Linked DNA regions of Mus musculus: region 2 is linked to region 1. The links are chromatin contacts, called in public Hi-C maps. All regions are on one chromosome and are shown on one strand. The core of a region is the stretch at or near the end of the contact, and the rest is flanking DNA. Distances in the headings are between cores, read along the strand shown.

Evidence for each region. Hi-C and Micro-C count contacts between places; a contact is called where the count stands out from the background.
Region 2: a Hi-C map of B cells shows a contact between it and region 1, with 6 read pairs. A contact is called at or near these places in 1 of 39 promoter capture datasets (the SN4741 cell line) and 1 of 484 Hi-C or Micro-C datasets (B cells).

The regions. Positions count from the first base shown.
Region 1 is chr19:4,792,286-4,795,806 of GRCm38.p6, forward strand. Rbm4 (RNA binding motif protein 4) reads right to left here and starts at 1,724. Exons shown (of 4, transcript NM_001290122.1): 1 at 1,531-1,724; 2 at 113-535. The coding sequence starts at 524. Gm21992 (predicted gene 21992) reads right to left here. Exons shown (of 3, transcript NR_157185.1): 2 at 1,531-1,724.
Region 2 is chr19:6,013,274-6,016,794 of GRCm38.p6, forward strand. Capn1 (calpain 1) reads right to left here and starts at 1,974. Exons shown (of 22, transcript NM_007600.3): 1 at 1,833-1,974; 2 at 928-1,195; 3 at 723-792; 4 at 316-434. The coding sequence starts at 1,194. Gm10814 (predicted gene 10814) reads left to right here. Exons shown (of 5, transcript NR_045783.1): 2 at 956-1,083; 3 at 1,596-2,539; 4 at 3,044-3,210.

The sequences.
Region 1 (3,521 bases), core at 474-2,973:
GTATCACTGATCCTTCATCAGCCAGCAAAATCCTTCCATCCCAATGCCTTCCTTTTCTCAACCAATTCATTCCTAACAGCCTTGTACTGAGCACTCCAAAAGAGTGATTCACCTTGAAACTCTGTGTTGTCGAGGCCCCTGATGGCCTCCACCGCATCCTCTGCCCGCTCCATGTGTACAAAGGCATAATCTTTCACGATGTCACATTCGATGACTGGGCCGTACTCCTCAAACTTGGCCCGAAGCTCTTGGTTGGTACAAGTGGGGCTGATGTTGCCCACGTGTAACTTGGTTGAAGCTTTGCTCTTATTCTTGCTGGCTTCCACATTGATGTTCACTCCGTGCAGCTTGTAGTGGTGCAGGTTGCGTATGGCATCCTCAGCGGCCGTCTTGTCCTCTATGTGCACAAAGCCATAATTCTTAATGATGTCACATTCCAGCACCTTCCCGTACTGCTCGAAGAGTGAGCGGATCTCCTGCTCTGTGGCCTCCCGGGGCAGATTTCCAATGAACAGCTTCACCATCTCCACACAGCCTGCAAGTAGAGAAACAAGATTTTTAGGAGAAGACCTCAAGTCCATAGCAACTGTTAAAAAAAGGGAAAAAAAAAATCAAATAAATAAATGGCTCCCATCATCTCCTTTCACTTTAGCACATAGTCCCAAAAGTTTTCTCCTACAGGCATGCTCTTACATCTCCAATCAGTAACAAATGTGGAGTTCAACAAGAGCCTGCTTCTATTTCTCACAAGAAGTTCTATAAAGAGGAAAAATGTAACAAGGCAGACTTTTGTAGACAAAGGGGATTTTGCGGTGTGGCTCCAACCTACAGCACGGTACATTATAGGCAAGTATTCCGCCACTGAGTTACACTTCCCCTGCCCCAGACAAAGGAATAACGCTCTAAGTTTTCAGCATAAATAAAAAAAATGCTACAGGTACTGAGAGCTACTCACTTTGACATTTGAAAACAAGATTCTAACTACTAGACTTGCTAATTATAATTACTTCAAATTAGCTCTTCCTCTCTTAGCAACCATTTCCGGAAAAGTGGGAATTTCACTCGGAGTAGTGAGTTCCGGGATCAACCAGATAAAAAGCAGGGAAATATAGAAAATGCCCGAGTAGGAGGAGTCCTCTGGGGTGGGGGTGGGGGTGGGGCATGTCATTACAGGCTCCTACAGAAGAACTGGTCAAAGACTGGTGCTACAGTTTGGTGAGGAAGCCAACAATGCCCAGGGCATGACAGATTCTCCAGCCTAAATCTAAGATTTATCTAGGTGGAAACCCCAAAGAAGATTGAGCAAAGCAGAGGGTAAGGTGGACAAAAGAAAGCTATTCCGGGAGTAGAGAACGAGGACTTGGAGGAAGGTTGTTTCAGGCTTACCGCACTAAGTCGAGGACCGATGTCGGCTCTCAGGGACGGGTGCGCAGACCGCAACCCCACTATGCCAACCCTGACACCCACCGGAGTCAGGTAAGTTTTTTTAACAGAGAAAAGAACACAGTGGAAGAACGTGGAGTATCTCACCGCATGGATACCTGCAGGTCCTCCTCCTTGCAGCGCGGACGGTTCTGACAAAACGCTAAAATGGCGGCGGCCACAGCAGTGACTCTGGGTAGAAAGAGGGGTGAACCTACCCACCGGATTGGCCGTTCGGTAAAGTAAAAGGCTGGCGTTCCCGGAGATCCTCTTCCTGATTGGTTACCCGGAACGCCAATTACCTGAGAGGCCAGGAAGAGGTGGAAACGTCAGTAACCTGGACCTTTTATATGAAAGCCAATGAGCACCCAGCCTAGTGAAACTGAAGCCACTGATTGGGCAAGAGGTCCATCTGAAGGTGGAGCTAGAAACGCGGAATTCTTCAAAGCGCGGCCAGCCATTAGGCAGAATGAACAAGGTGCCGTGCGTCAGTGGGGCAACCTGTAGCTTCGTGGCTCCCAACTTTGTTAAGCTTTCACATTTTGTCACTTACACGTGCACATCCTGACAAAATTCAAGTTCTGTCACCACAATTCCGCACCGGTCCCTAGCTGAGCGTCACCACGCCCCGCAACGTGGATATTGCATCAGTCAACCTACCCAGACCTCCCGGCGATAGCCAAGCTCCCGCCCCTACTTAAAAAGCAACCCCCACTTTCCAATGTAGTCCTTCTGAGTCTCAAGTTACCAAAATTATAAGTATCTTTATGTAATTTTAAAACTCTAAAACAGTCAGTGGATCCAGCTTCGATAACAGTTCAATGGCCCAGACAATAGGGTGGTCAGAGACGTAGGAGACACAGGGGTTAAGGTTCCCTTTAGGAAACAGCCTCCCACCTCCCCAAAAGGTGTGAAAAACAGAGATTGAAAATCGACACCCCATCCCACCCCAACTTCACCCCGCCAAGAGAAGAAACAAAAAACAAAACAAAAAACGGGAACAGCAATTTTTGATTTTGTTTGGTTTTATTGGGCTCCATTAGCCAAAACTAAGTTTAAATTCCCTAAAACTGACCTTGGAAAAAAGGCTTGTGACAATCAGCTGTAAACAAGTACAAACGAACATTCTTCACAGGGTCCAAATTCCCTCATCACATTTTTCTCACCCACTGGCTGCTTCACATAATCCCATACTCATTGAGCAAGCAACTTTAGTCATGACCCTCTGCAACGCAGCTTCTTAAGATGGAGATAACCGGGAAAGGTGCTGAATGGAGAACTTAAAGGTGAACAGGCAGAAAGCAGGGGGAACTTCATGAGAACAGGATGATTGGGAGTAAAATAACAAATAGAGCATACTACCTCCCAAAACTGCCACAAAAGAAAGAAAAAGTCAAACAAAAGGCAGAGACAGAAAATAAGCTACTGGATTCTATAGCAGAAAATTAGTCTATAATTTAAGGCTAGGAAATAGGCCCCTTAAAAAGTAACAATATGACATTAAATATGGCCATGGCTTCATTCTGCAGCACCTGAGACTGAGTAAAAGCCACCTGAGATCTGTAATACAAGTTCTGCTGTCCTGCACAGGCCCTTTCAGAGGGGATCTAAAATGCACAGCCACATCTCAATATGCACCCAGAAATGCATAGGGTATAGAAATCATTTTCTCTCAGTTTAATCATCTTTCTTATGCCAAAATTCCTGGAGGTTGGGGTTACAGTAGCAAACAAGACCAATTCACTCCACTAAACTGGACTGGCTCCCGGTCTGAAGGGGAAGAGCCTGCTAACAAGCCAAGGGAACCACTATCCCCACAGTGTGCAGACAGACAGACAGCCCTCACCCTGTGACCAATCCCCAAGTGGAAATAGTCTCCAGACAATACCACCGCTGGAGTTAAATGCCAGACGGTCTATACAGCAAGTCCCAAGCTTGCCAGGCCTATATAGTGTGACTTGGTCTAAAGGAAAAACCGGGGACGGGGATCCAAGCTTCGTGGTCTAACAAACCTACCCATCCAGTCTCCTTAGTTATTACCAGCCCTCCAGATAGACTGGCTTTATTGTCTCTACCTATTCAGAATACATTATTCAGGC
Region 2 (3,521 bases), core at 724-3,223, 1.2 Mb after region 1:
AACTGGGAAAAGGGTGAACTGACAGGTGAAGATGGGGAAACTGAGGCTGGGGCAAAAAGCCAAAGCACTTCTTCCACACTTTCTCTGCTAAGCACAACCTTACCTAGGAGAGCTGCAAGCTGAAAATACCTGCTTGACCATTCACACATGACTGACCAGAGGTGGCACAGAGAGGCCAAATACCTTCCAGAGGGAGGGCTGCCCTCGAAGGGCATGGCCCCGGCCATCTCAGCTTCACAGTGCTGTGGGCCATCCTTTCCCATCTCCCTAAAGTCAGCTATTCCTCTGGCCCAGGGAGGGTGCAGGGACCTTCACCTGGAAATGAAAGATGCCAGCGTAGCCATCCTGAAAGCTCTGGCCGTAGGGAACCACTCGGTGCAGAATAGTCTCGTTGAGGGTGAGGGAGGCAATGGCAGCCAGGAGCCAACAGTCCCCTGGAATAGGAAAGACCCTCATCAGGCTTGCTTTCCGGATCTGCCCAGGGGAGGGAGGTGCTGTGTATGTGGGATGCCGGGGGCCACCAGGGATTCCCTGGGTGGGGTACCCTTCATCTCCCCTCCGCTTACAGAAAAGACCCAGGAATCTGGGCGAACCAGCACCTATGCTGATAGTCAAAACCTGTCTGGACCTGCAGGAGGGAGGAGTTGGGGCAGTGCCCAATGGAACGGGAACGGAGAACTACAATGGGGCAAACGCCCAGAACCCCACCCCTGGGGGCCTACCCAGTGCTCCCTGGCAGATGTCTGTCCGGGTGGCTCCATCCACGATGAACTGGGGGTTTGACATCAGTTCCTACAAGACCCACGGTCATGTTCCTGGGCCAGTCCCTCCTAGAAACTGGTACCCAGACACCACGAATAATGGGGGGGCCCAGTCCCATTGCCCACCACCATCAGAACCAAGTTCCACCCAGAGTGGCCCTCTTACCGTAGGCCGCTTCCATTTGATGCCATAGGTTTTAGAGGAATGAGGACCCAGTTCCTTGAAGCCCAGGCTATGAGAAACCGGAGGGAAGGCCTCGTCTTGGAAGAGGACCCCACTCTGCAGGCATCTTGCCCGAAGCGTTTCATAATCCTGGCCCAGGTACTTGATGGCGTTTTCATGGCGGCCCAAGCCCAGCTCCTTGTCCCGCTTCTTCTGTACTTGGGCTGACACCCCGGTGCAGTACACAGGGGTGATTAACTCCTCTGTCATCCTGGGGAACACATGGGCCTGGTAGAGATGCAGGCCTTCCCAGGGATAAAACACAACTGCCTGCCGACATTCTCCTGGACTCATTCCTCCCCAAACATGGGTCACTGCTCCCTTTACAGTGCCTGGGACTCTCAGCCACCTTGTTGTTAGGCTCTCAGAATCTGGAAAGGGGTGTCCAGTTTCTAGGTATCCTGGTCACCACCTCTCTTTTCCCTATTCTTACCGCCCAGAGGTGACAGTTTGGTATCAGCCATCCAGGCAGGTAGGATAGGGTGGAGGCCAGCCACAGCAGCAGAGCAGAGGTACTCCAGGTACGATCCCTGACACCATTTGCCTGCCTGTAACTTCCCCTCCACAAAGCTGCCAAGCATCTAGTTCATTTGCCCCTTTCCTCGGCTTAGGAACTGAAAACTCCACGCACTGATGCCTTTCCACAAGCTGAACATCAGAGCACTGGACACTGGCCCAGCTACAGCGGACAGGTTGAGCTGAGCGCCTGGGTTGAGCTGCTTCCGGACCCTTAACCCTCAGGCAAACACACAGAAGACCTGAAGCAGGGGCTGATCAGCGACAGCCCCCTAACCCCAGAAGCAGTGGCCTGGGTCAAACAGTCGTAGTCTGGACACCCAACTTCTTACCTGGGGAAGGGGAGTTTGGGAGATTGCTGCGGTCCCTGGGGCTGGCTTCCTTGGTGGCAGCTCAGGGCAGGGCCCAACCAGGAAGAGCGCTCCTCCCTGCCCTCCTCCCTGCCCTCCTCCCCGCCCTCCTCCACCGCCCCTCGGCCCTGGTCCCTCCCTCCCTGGTCCTCCACCTACGCCCGAGGCTCTTACCCCGCTCCCTCTAGGCTCTCCCTTATCTCCCCCGCAACACTTTTTTACTATCTCTTACTTAGGGTGTCTTTCAGTCCCCTCCCCCCGCCCCCTTCCTCTGCAGACTCTAAGCCAGCTCTGCGAGAGGACAAATTGGTAAATGGCAGAGTTGTCTCCCGGGAGGAGCCGGTCGCCGGTCCGGGTGAGAAGGGTTGGACTGGGACAGAAGGGCACCGCCGGCCAGAGAGAGGGTAGGGCAAGGGGTATTTTTAACTAGGGCCGCAGCTCGAGTTGCAGAGCCGCCGGCCCCACCCTATGTCGCCCTCCGGGAAGGTACTGGGGACGATCCGGCTCAGTGACGCCGCCAACACAGTCCTCCACCCGCCTCCTGCGCCCCCGCGTGCCTCTGGGTTGCAGCTGTCTTCCAGCCCAGCCGGCGCTCGGCGAAGCAGGGATTACCTCTGGTGGCTGCAACTGCTTGCTGGAGCTGCCCCTGGCTGGATGAGAGCTGACTTCTGCCGGACGCTAGACAAACGGTAGCCCCACCCCGGCCGGTCCCTGCCGCAGACCCGCTGTAGGGCTGAGCCAGCTCCCCACCCCCTCACCTTAGGGCGCAGGCCTGCAGAGCTAGCACTCCGCCCTAGCGGTCTTTGCGCACACCCTGCATGGCCTTAGGTAAATCCGTGCCTCGATTTCCCCAACCGTGCAGAAAAAAAAGAGGGACAATGGCCTTAGCCAATCTTTGTGTAGCATTCTGGCCTTCTCTTTCAAGTAATTGGTCTGCGCACCTGGGATCAGCTCCCTTGTGGGGGTTACCTGACCCGGGAGAGGGCAGCAGAGGCCCGGAACACCAGGGCAGGCTCACACAGGACCTGCAGATCCCCCTGGGCGCACTACAAGAGTTTGGAGCATCAAGGATGCAGAGGGATTGGAGCGGTCCCAAGGCTCTTCACAGTTATAGAGGTCACAGCATGGCCGATCAAGCTACATAAGATGGACAAGCATTCATTGAATAGATGGTGCTTTTCTTGGGATTCTAGGCACCTCGACACTCCAAAAGTTAAGAGCTGACTGCGTCTAACTTTCGCACCTGGGCGTTATGCTCAGCTGGGCATGAGCTGATGAAGACGCCTCTGCCTTCATGGTTAATGGAGAGGAAGGGTTGGTCCACACACTTTCCCCGACTGAAGCCTCATCTAATGCAGGTGTCAGTAAAGGCAGGAACTTTGGCAAGGGTGGGGAGATGCGCGTGGCCGGGGGCGGGGGAGAGGTAGGGTGGTGCCTGAAGAAAGCCTAGGCAGGTAGAGGACATGAGGTGTAGCGGGTGTTGCTTACTCCGGGGAGAAAAGAGGGGAGAGTGGCAGGGTTAGGCAGATTCAGGGGTTCAGATTTTTGTTGTTTTATTTATGTGTGCACATGCATGCAAGTAAGCACAAGAGGGCAGAAGAGGGTTTCAGACCCTCACAAGCTGGAGTTACAGGCAATCAAAGAGCTGCCTGATGTGAAGGCTGCGAACTG